Regions from separate parts of the Mus musculus genome. Here regions 2 and 3 are each linked to region 1. A link is a contact called in public HiChIP or PLAC-seq data. All regions are on one chromosome and are shown on one strand. The core of a region is the stretch at or near the end of the contact, and the rest is flanking DNA. Distances in the headings are between cores, read along the strand shown.

Evidence for each region. HiChIP or PLAC-seq counts read pairs in DNA pulled down with a chosen protein or histone mark.
Region 2: a contact with region 1 is called in an H3K27ac HiChIP or PLAC-seq map of embryonic stem cells, with 18 read pairs. The contact joins the enhancer-like site here to the promoter of Alpk3 in region 1. A contact is called at or near these places in 1 of 39 promoter capture datasets (macrophages), 1 of 15 datasets of contacts at CTCF or cohesin (the NIH/3T3 cell line), 3 of 484 Hi-C or Micro-C datasets (the G1E-ER4 cell line, embryonic fibroblasts and embryonic stem cells), 8 of 115 datasets of contacts at active chromatin or transcription factors (embryonic fibroblasts, embryonic stem cells and intestinal villus epithelium) and 2 of 9 other capture datasets (adipose tissue and pancreatic islet).
Region 3: a contact with region 1 is called in an H3K27ac HiChIP or PLAC-seq map of embryonic stem cells, with 9 read pairs. The contact joins the enhancer-like site here to the promoter of Alpk3 in region 1. A contact is called at or near these places in 4 of 39 promoter capture datasets (the C10 cell line, embryonic stem cells, frontonasal cranial neural crest and 1 more), 2 of 484 Hi-C or Micro-C datasets (embryonic fibroblasts and embryonic stem cells), 7 of 115 datasets of contacts at active chromatin or transcription factors (double positive thymocytes, embryonic stem cells and heart atrium) and 4 of 9 other capture datasets (adipose tissue, embryonic stem cells, liver and 1 more).

What each region holds. Positions count from the first base shown.
Region 1 is chr7:81,056,124-81,058,981 of GRCm38.p6, forward strand. It overlaps Alpk3 (alpha-kinase 3), which reads left to right and starts at 1,477. Exons shown (of 14, transcript NM_054085.2): 1 at 1,477-1,649. The coding sequence starts at 1,507.
Region 2 is chr7:81,018,824-81,021,715 of GRCm38.p6, forward strand. All of the region lies in intron 2 of Zfp592 (zinc finger protein 592), which reads left to right. Among named protein-coding and RNA genes, the nearest start is that of Zfp592, 27 kb to the left of the region's middle. Within about 2 kb of position 1,383, at least 7 of the 459 cell types and tissues checked have an H3K27ac peak or open chromatin away from gene starts, as enhancers often do. A contact at or near this core is called in embryonic stem cells, where this site is marked.
Region 3 is chr7:81,093,295-81,095,994 of GRCm38.p6, forward strand. Alpk3 (alpha-kinase 3) reads left to right here. Exons shown (of 14, transcript NM_054085.2): 6 at 1-890; 7 at 1,613-1,760; 8 at 2,108-2,235; 9 at 2,364-2,399. All of the region lies in intron 2 of Gm51490 (a long non-coding RNA gene), which reads right to left. Among named protein-coding and RNA genes, the nearest start is that of Gm51490, 17 kb to the right of the region's middle. Within about 2 kb of position 1,252, at least 9 of the 459 cell types and tissues checked have an H3K27ac peak or open chromatin away from gene starts, as enhancers often do. A contact at or near this core is called in embryonic stem cells, where this site is marked.

The DNA.
Region 1 (2,858 bases), core at 227-2,726:
CAGTGTCTTACGTATTAGTCTATCTAGTTATTTTGTAAGCCTCTTTGAGGCCTGAGATCATGTGACCCCAGTTGGTAAATATTTAAAAGCTGGTACTGAAGCTAGAGGGATCTTAAGGCATGCATCTTCAGAAGACTCAAGAACAAAGATGAATGGGGGCGTGTGCTCACAACACAACTCCTCCACCCGAGGCTCAGGGATCATTGTTGAAGAGAAAGGGGGAAGACTGTAGAAACAAGAAGTTTCGGTAACAGTGTATCTCCTAGAAATGTCAGAAATTATATACATGAAGTCTCACCAACACCTAGACATGCTGCCTAAACATGACCTGATGAGGGATGATACAAGTAACCGTGCTGTCATGGAACAGGGAAAGTTCACAGGGCCTCAAACCTAAACAAATAACTATAGGCAATTAAGGAATGCTGAGAGCCAGAGAAACAGTCTTCCCCAAGGGGAAGCAGACCAACTGGTTATCCAGTACCAAACGGTCAGCCTGAAGATATACACACACGTAACATTATACAGACTGGGCAGGTTGTGTGTGTGTGTGTGTGTGGTGTAACAACAATTAAAGAAATATTTGTAACAAGAATTAAAGAAAAAGAGGCCATGAAATTGAAATAGAGTGAGCAGGAGAGCAAAGGAGAGCTTAGAGGCAGGAAAGAAAAGAAAATATAGGGAATGCATTTTTTTTTTAAAGAGTGTTTTGGTAAGTCAGGAATGAAGGCACACACCTGTAGTCTCAGCAATTGCCTTGAAGCCAGGACTGAGAGAGAGAATAAACAAATATTTCGGTGAAGACCTTTGATTGGCCCAGGTTAGGTCTGTGGTCAGGGACAGATAAACCCACTGTGGTCACTCCCAAAAACTAAGCGCCAGGTTTAAGCTGTGCTTAGCAGCTTGCTCTGGGAACGGTGAAGGATAGAATCGTTTTTCTAAGCATTAGGACTTGGCCCATTTTCTGACCTTAGGAAATGGAGCCTGAAGGGATGGAAGAGGTTGGATTATTCTAGAAGCCTTTGATGAACCACTAATCTATGCTAGATACTGCTAAGGGTTTGGGGGAGACACACAATGTATACCCAGGAATCTTGGGCTCCTTTGGATAGAGGGAGGTCACTGATAGAGGTGACAGAGTATGTCTTAAGTAGTGGCCCACAGACCACTGGCTGGTGGCTGTCAGTGTGGCCCCTTTCAGGATCTATCTTAAGCTCTCCTCCCCTAGGAACTCTTCTCTACCCTCGTTCTACTTGTTTCTCTAAAAACTGAAAGAAAGCCAGAAGAAAGTTGTGAGGAGGCTGGGGTTCTAAGGACCCTTTCTTTCTGTCTCTGGGTCGGCATTCACGGAGTTTCTCTGCAGGCCTCCCTGGCTCCCGGGTTAGGCTGAGTAGCTGCCTAAACCGGGGGAGGGACAGCAGCAGGTGACAGCAGCCCCGGGTTATAAATAGGGGCGCGCGTCAGAGTCGGGCAGGAGCCGGGGCTGGAGGCAGGGGCTGCGGTGCCATGGGGTCGCGGAGGGCCGCGGGCCGGGGCTGGGGCCTGGGTGGTCGAGCAGGAGCTGGTGGAGATAGCGAGGACGACGGGCCGGTGTGGACGCCCGGCCCAGCCAGTCGCAGCTACTTGCTTAGCGTGCGGCCAGAGGCTAGGTGAGTCGCCCAGGGCCCTGGGTTGCCCCAGGCTGCTCTGTCCTTTGGGTGGTGGCCGGGTGTGGCCAGGCTCTCAAAAGCACTCTGAAATCTGGAGGCCTGGGTAAAACCGGGGCCCTCAAACTTTCTCAACCCTAAGGCCCTGAGGACCCTCTTGGTACCCTTTTGGTCCCTTGAGGGCCCCAGGGTTTCAAATGTGTGGCCCAAGAGGGGAAAGGCCATAGTTTGGAGTGATTTTACAGGGGCCCTTTCCTTATCTCCCTCGCCCACACCAAGCTAACCCCAGGGCTGAATTCCACAGTTAGTGATAAGGGGATCCAGAGTGGCTGAAATTCCTCAGGCTTCAAAGGAGGGGACTGCTGGTTGATGGGTGTGGGGGGAGCCATTAGAGGCTGTTTAGCTTAGAGTCCGAGATCGGCCTTGTGATAACTGAAGTTCCTCCCCTGGGCCTAGGGCTTTGGCCTTCCTGCACTGTGTTGTGTCTGGTTGAGAGGAAGGTGCCAGGAGGTGGCTGTTTGTTGGCCTTGTCTGGGGATCTAGGGAGGATCTGTGGCTTGAAGCTCAGAAGGAGTCAATTGCCCTGCCCAGTGGGACCCAGTAGGGGTTGAACTGGCACAGGAGGGGTGGGACTGGTGAACCCTTTATTGGCCTTGCAGAAAGAGACATTGGAAGGCTTTGTTTTAGGAGCTAGGTTATCCCTAGTTGCAAAGGATACACAGACACTAGGCAAGCCTTGCAAAAGACACTCTAAGAACAAGATGCAGACACCCAAGAACAAGTGCATCGCCCTGGAGACACGGAGACAGGAACTTCCTGCCCCTTGTGGGCAGCTCAGCTTCCCTCTGCTCCTGAGCCCATTTTCCAAAAGGAAATGTAACAGGGTGGGCCTTGGAGTAGGCTGTTACTTCTTAGCACCAAAATTTAGCTTGCGTAACTTGCTTCTCTGAGACACTATTTACAGACTTCTGCTCTCCGCTCAGAGAGAGAGAGAGAGAGAGAGAGAGAGAGAATAAATACATACAGGCTCGAAGGACAGTCAGGAAAAGAAGCCCTGGGCACTTCCTGGATCGTCAGAGTCCTATTGACCTTGGAGTTGGAAAAGTTCAAATGTAACCGGAACCTGTTTCTGCATAAAACTCGGCAAATGGTGTCACGTGTTTGGGGTAGGACTGAGGGCCGGTACTGTGACTAAGTCAAACTCACCCAGGC
Region 2 (2,892 bases), core at 133-2,632, 37 kb before region 1:
AAAAGTGCCTCTAGTCTGACTTCCTTCTCCTAAGCGTCATCACCGTTCAGTACAGCCATGGTTGCTAACCAAGCTTTCAAAATGCCAATCCTTGGGAGATATTTAAGATCCAAAGCATAGCAGATAATCCCATGGGTTGAGATCCATCATTTTAGGGAACTTATGAAAGCATTAAACTTGATACTAGAATTGGTCAGTGAGTTAACATCTTTTTATTTTTTTTGTAGTTATCTAGAAATGACAGTCACATCCATGTGCACAAATGGACATGTATGTATCCATATGGTGTATATTCACTCAGATCCTATGGTGTTCAGTTGCTATGTTTTAATGTAGGATTTTGCTAAAGGCAAGAAATTCTACCTTCTAATTTTGCTATAGTCGTATAAAATTATATATTATTTTTATCTTTTAAAGAATTCTAATTGGTCAGTTACACTTGGTGAGAATCCATTCAAAATTAAGATGTTTTTTATTCCTTACTAAAGTATTTGGTAAAAGTTCCTAGAAAAACTAGTAGATCCTAGAGGAAGTTGTAATTGTAGTTTTTGCTTATGTATTGTTAAATTGCTCTTCTAACAGGTCACATAAATTATTACTTATATATGATTTTTACCAAAACTCTGTAACACTTGGGAGTATTACTTTATTTATTTATTTATTTATTTATTTATTTATTGAGACATGGTTTCTCTGTGTAGTCTTGGCTGTCCCAGAACTCACTCTGTAGATAGACCATGCTGGGTTTGACTTAAGATCTGTCTCTGCTTCTAGAATTCTGGGATTAAAGTGCGACACCACTGCCCTGCTAAGAAAGAGAACTGTGAAGCAAGCTCTCCTGTAGCGCTCAGGCTGACCTCAGACATAACTGCAACTGGCCTTGACCTCCTGACCCTCCAGCTTCCACCCACCCACCACACCTATCTTTGTTTTGTTTTTTCTGAGACAGGGTTTCTCTGTGTGGCCCTGGCTGTCCTGGAACTCACTTTGTAGACCAGGCTGGCCTCGAACTCAGAAATCTACCTGCCTCTGCCTCCAGGTGCTGGGATTAAAGGCATGCGCCACCATGCCCGCAGTTTTGTTATTTTTTGAGATGAAGTCTTGCTATAGCTCAGGCTAGCCTTCTCTTAATCTCCTACCTCAGCCTTCCCGAGAGGTGAGACTGTAGGTACACACTAGCACTCCTGTACTAGCTAACTGACTTCTAGCAAATATATTTTATGTCTGATCATTTTCTGCAAACCCATGACGAATTCCTGTGGGAGAACTGAAGCGGAAACTTAAGGGTTTTTTAGAAAGTCATTTGTGTTGGATGGTGTTTGCTGGGGCAAACATGTGAAGAAATGTTTAGTTAGAATGGACTCAGATGAAAGGCTAAGACACTTGTGAAAGAATGTTTCACTAACACAGACAGGTAAAATGATGTTTTACTAAAACAAGCATGCAGAAGGACATATGATGAAAGATTCTTTGCTATCAACAGGCACATATTGTTCTACCTTACATTACATAGTTGAACTATGTTTGTAAAAACATACCAAAAAACCTTTGGTGGTGTGCTACAGTTTCTTACTACTTCCTTGGACTCGGGTTGATTGGCAGAGTGAAGTCAGCCGAAACAAGTCACATGCTGAGACAAGGGGGAATATGAAAAGGACAAACATGGGGGGCGGATCCTGGCTTACTTAGGTAGCGGACGCTTGTCGCTCTCACGTCTTCACTGATCTGTGCTCCCTCAGTGAAGGGAGGCAGAGCAGAGAACTTTCCTGGCGTTCTTATTGGCGCTGGTCCCTCCTGCTGACTCTAGCCGAGGCTGAGGCCTGGCTATTCCTGCTAGGTCTTGCCACCGTTGGTGCTAACCCCACTCTACCAAACTGGACTGCTAATATTTCAGTTAAGTGTTTACGAGTGGATCGAGCTGCTGCTGCTAACCTGTGAACTAAACTGCCAATTTTCAGACAACACAGACTGGAGTTGTTTCAAAGAACCATTTCTAAACAGGTCTACCTTTCCTGTATCCTTTCTTTTCCACTACCTTTAGTGGGTGGTGGACTAAAAGTTAGTGTTTCAAAACCATCATTAAAAATAGTCATTAAAGTCGGGCGTGGTGGCACACACCTTTAATCCCAGCACTTGGGAGGCAGAAGCAGGTGGATTTCTGAGTTCAAGGTCAGCCTGGTCTACAGAGTGAGTTCCAGGACAGCCAGGGCTACACAGAGAAACCCTGTCTTGAAAAACAAAACAAAACAAAACAACCAATAAATAAATAAATAAATAAATAAATAAATAAATAAATAAAACCACAAAAAATTGCCATTAAAAAATTAAAGTTATAGAGAATATTACTTACTCTGATGTAATAACTCTTCATCAAACCCTTGTCCTTTTCTGAAGGACACTGGGCTCCAGCAAATGGTTTACTCCCGACCATTGTGTGCTTTTCCCCAGCACTGCAGGACCAATCGGTCCCACCTTTCTTCAGCTTTCTCCCCTTAGGCATTGAAAGGCAGGAAGAAATGGAGGGAGGAAGCGTCTGAAGCAAAGGTCCCAAAGCATTTCTTCGTAGTTATGCTGCCCTGCACATCAGTTCGCTTGGCAGTCGGATGCTGGGATCTGCCTGTTGTTTAAGGACTCCAGCACCTAGTCCAGGAGACAAATATCTGTTCAATTGAAAACTTTAATCTCATTCCAGTGAGGCAGTCTGCTGACCCTGATTAAATAATTGCTATTTTATTTATCCATAACTGGATATCTTCCCAAGGGTAGGGAATATACTTTCTTCATTTCCATGAGAACTCCTAGGCAGGGAGATATGCTTTGTGGAGGTTTGGAGTGTGGGTGGTTGTGATGTGAAAAAGCAAACCTGCAAACCTGTTGATATCAGGGCCTGGT
Region 3 (2,700 bases), core at 2-2,501, 37 kb after region 1:
TGGCCTTATAGATTCCCTGAAGAACTACTTGCTTCTGCTGCTGAAGCTATCCAGTCCAGAGACAAGTGAAGCCAGGGCCGAGTCCCAGGAAGTGGCAGACACCGGGGGCTTAACCTCCTCCTCTACTCTGGTCCCCACCATGGAGGTGGCTGGGCTGAGTCCCAGGACGTCGAGGCGAATCCTGGAACGCGTGGAGAACAATCACTTAGTGCAGAGTGCACAGACCCTGTTGCTGAGCCCCTGCACCTCCCGCCGCCTTACTGGCCTTCTGGACCGTGAGGTACAGGCTGGCCAGCAGGCTCTGGCTGCTGCCCAGTGCTCTCGGGGCCCGTGCCCCACCCCCCTCACCATCCCTGCCATTGTGGTGGGTGAGGAAGGATCTGCGGGAGAGGATTCCGAGGAGAGGACTTCGCAGGAAAGTGACAAGAAGGGACTGCTAGGGGAAGTGGAGGGGCACACAGTGGAAAGCAGAACCCAGGAGCCCTGCCAAGAAGAAGCAATGCCAGGGGAGGCTTTGACGGGTCTCCCTGCAGCTACACCCGAGGAACTGGCTCTGGGGGCCCGGAGGAAGAGGTTCCTCCCTAAGGTCAGAGCAGGGTCAGATGGAGAGGCAAACAAGGCTGAAGAAAGGGAGAGCCCCACGGTTTCCCCCCGGGGACCCAGGAAGGGCCTGACACCTGGGTCACCAGGGACTCCAGGGCGGGAGAGACGGTCCCCTACCCAGGCCCGAAAAGCCAGCATGTTAGAGGTGCCTGGCGCAGAAGAAGAGCCTGCAACTGGAGACTTGGTCTCCAGATCCAAAGACAGTGGCCTGGACTCAGAGCCTGCGGTGGATGAAGGCAAGCAGGAAGCTCTGGCCAAGCAAAGGAAAGCTAAGGACCTGCTAAAAGGTGAGTGCCAGGAGCGGGGCAGGGGAAGCTGTCAACACAGGGCCCTACTGTGAGTACCACCCTGTGAGGGGCACCTCCCTGCTAAGAGGCAGTAGTTCCTTGAGAAACAGCACTGCAGGAGCTATCTGAGGGGCCTAGAGCGCCAGGAAGGGAGGTGACAGTGACGGGGCACTGTCAGGGGTAAAGGCCAGGGAGAGATCTAGTGAAGGGAGGGCCAGGTATTGTTGGACCTTCTTTGCTCTCAGCATTCCAGAAACTAAGGCAGGAGGCTGAAAGTTCAAGGTCAGCTTGTACTACTCAGGGAGACCCTGTCTGAAAACCAGATCAAACAGGAACAAAGCATGCAAACAAAGGCCCAGCTCAGCACAGGCCTTGGCTTCAGGGGCCTCCGGGGCCCCACCATCACCTCTGCCTTTATGGACTTGTTCCATGGTGATCCCACAGCCAAGATAAGACTCAGAGGCAGGTTCAGAGAGAATGCAACAGCCAATGCAAAAGCCTCTCTTGACTGCTTGTCTCTGTGAACGTGCTTAGCCTTGAGTCCCTATGTCCTGTCTCCCTGCCTCCCACCCTGGTTAAGGTACGTGCTCTCCAGCACAAGCACCTTATAATGCTCAGGCTGTTCCCTAAGGATACCCAAGGATGCAATGGGTGTGACCCGAGAGGGCAAGGGTGGTAGGAGTCGGTCGGCTTCTGTCTTGTAACAGGGCTCCTGTTCTCAGCCCCACAGGTGATCCGGAAAATTCGGGTGGAACAGTTTCCAGATTCTTCTGGTAGTCTGAAGCTTTGGTGCCAGTTTTTCAACATTGTTAGTGACTCAGTCTTGACATGGGCGAAGGATCAGCACCCAGTGGGCGAAGTGAACAGGAGGTAAGCTGTCTGGAGAGCACCGCCACCTGCCCGGGCTCCGCAGTTACAGTCATGTTGGGGACTAGCATCTTGAACCCGTCCCCTCATTTTGTCCTCACACTAGTCCCAGTGAGTGAGTCTCTTATTTCAAGTGGAGATCAGAAAATTGAAACTCAGAGGTCTTAAATCATGGGTCTCAAGTCACACAGCAAGTAAGTGTCACCTGTGTGATTGAGGACCGGTTTCTGACCTGGAACCTCTCACCACCTTCCCAGGGCTCCCAGAGCCTGGGTTCCCAGCAGCCTGTGAGAGTTGGGTCGAAGGCCCTGGGTGATGACCCTCACGAGAAGGGTCTCCGCTCTCTGCAGTGCAGGGGACGAGGGGCCAGCGGCTTTGGCCATCGTGCAGGCGTCTCCCACGGACTGTGGTGTGTATCGCTGTACCATCCAAAACGAGCATGGCTCAGCGTCCACTGACTTCTGCCTCAGCCCCGAGGGTGAGTGTTCTGTGGATCTCAGCTGGCCTGGCCTTGCATTGTGGGAGGCAGCGCTGTGCTGTGCAGGGATGGGGCTCTGCCCAAATAGACAGCCTGAAGACAGTAGCACTCTCTTTTTCTCCACATAGTATTGTCCGGCTTCATCTCCAGAGAGGAAGGTGAAGGTATGTTGGCCCTCTGGTAGGGGGGCATGTCTTCATGCCGTGGCCCACCCTTGGCAGGGTTTCTGTCCTTAGGGGCATACAATCCTCCCTAAGTCTGCATGCTGTTCCTCTTTGCTGCCAGTTTAAGACATGGCTTGTGGGGGGTGATGGAGGGCTGGTGTTTCTAAAGACTGTGGAGGGAGATGAGCTGGGGTGGGGGTAGGGTGGGGTGTGGGGTCACTTAGCAGGAGTCAATGCAGCCCTCTGTCCCCTTCAGAGTCCTTGAAGGACATGACAACCACCAAGACCAAGACCCAGAATT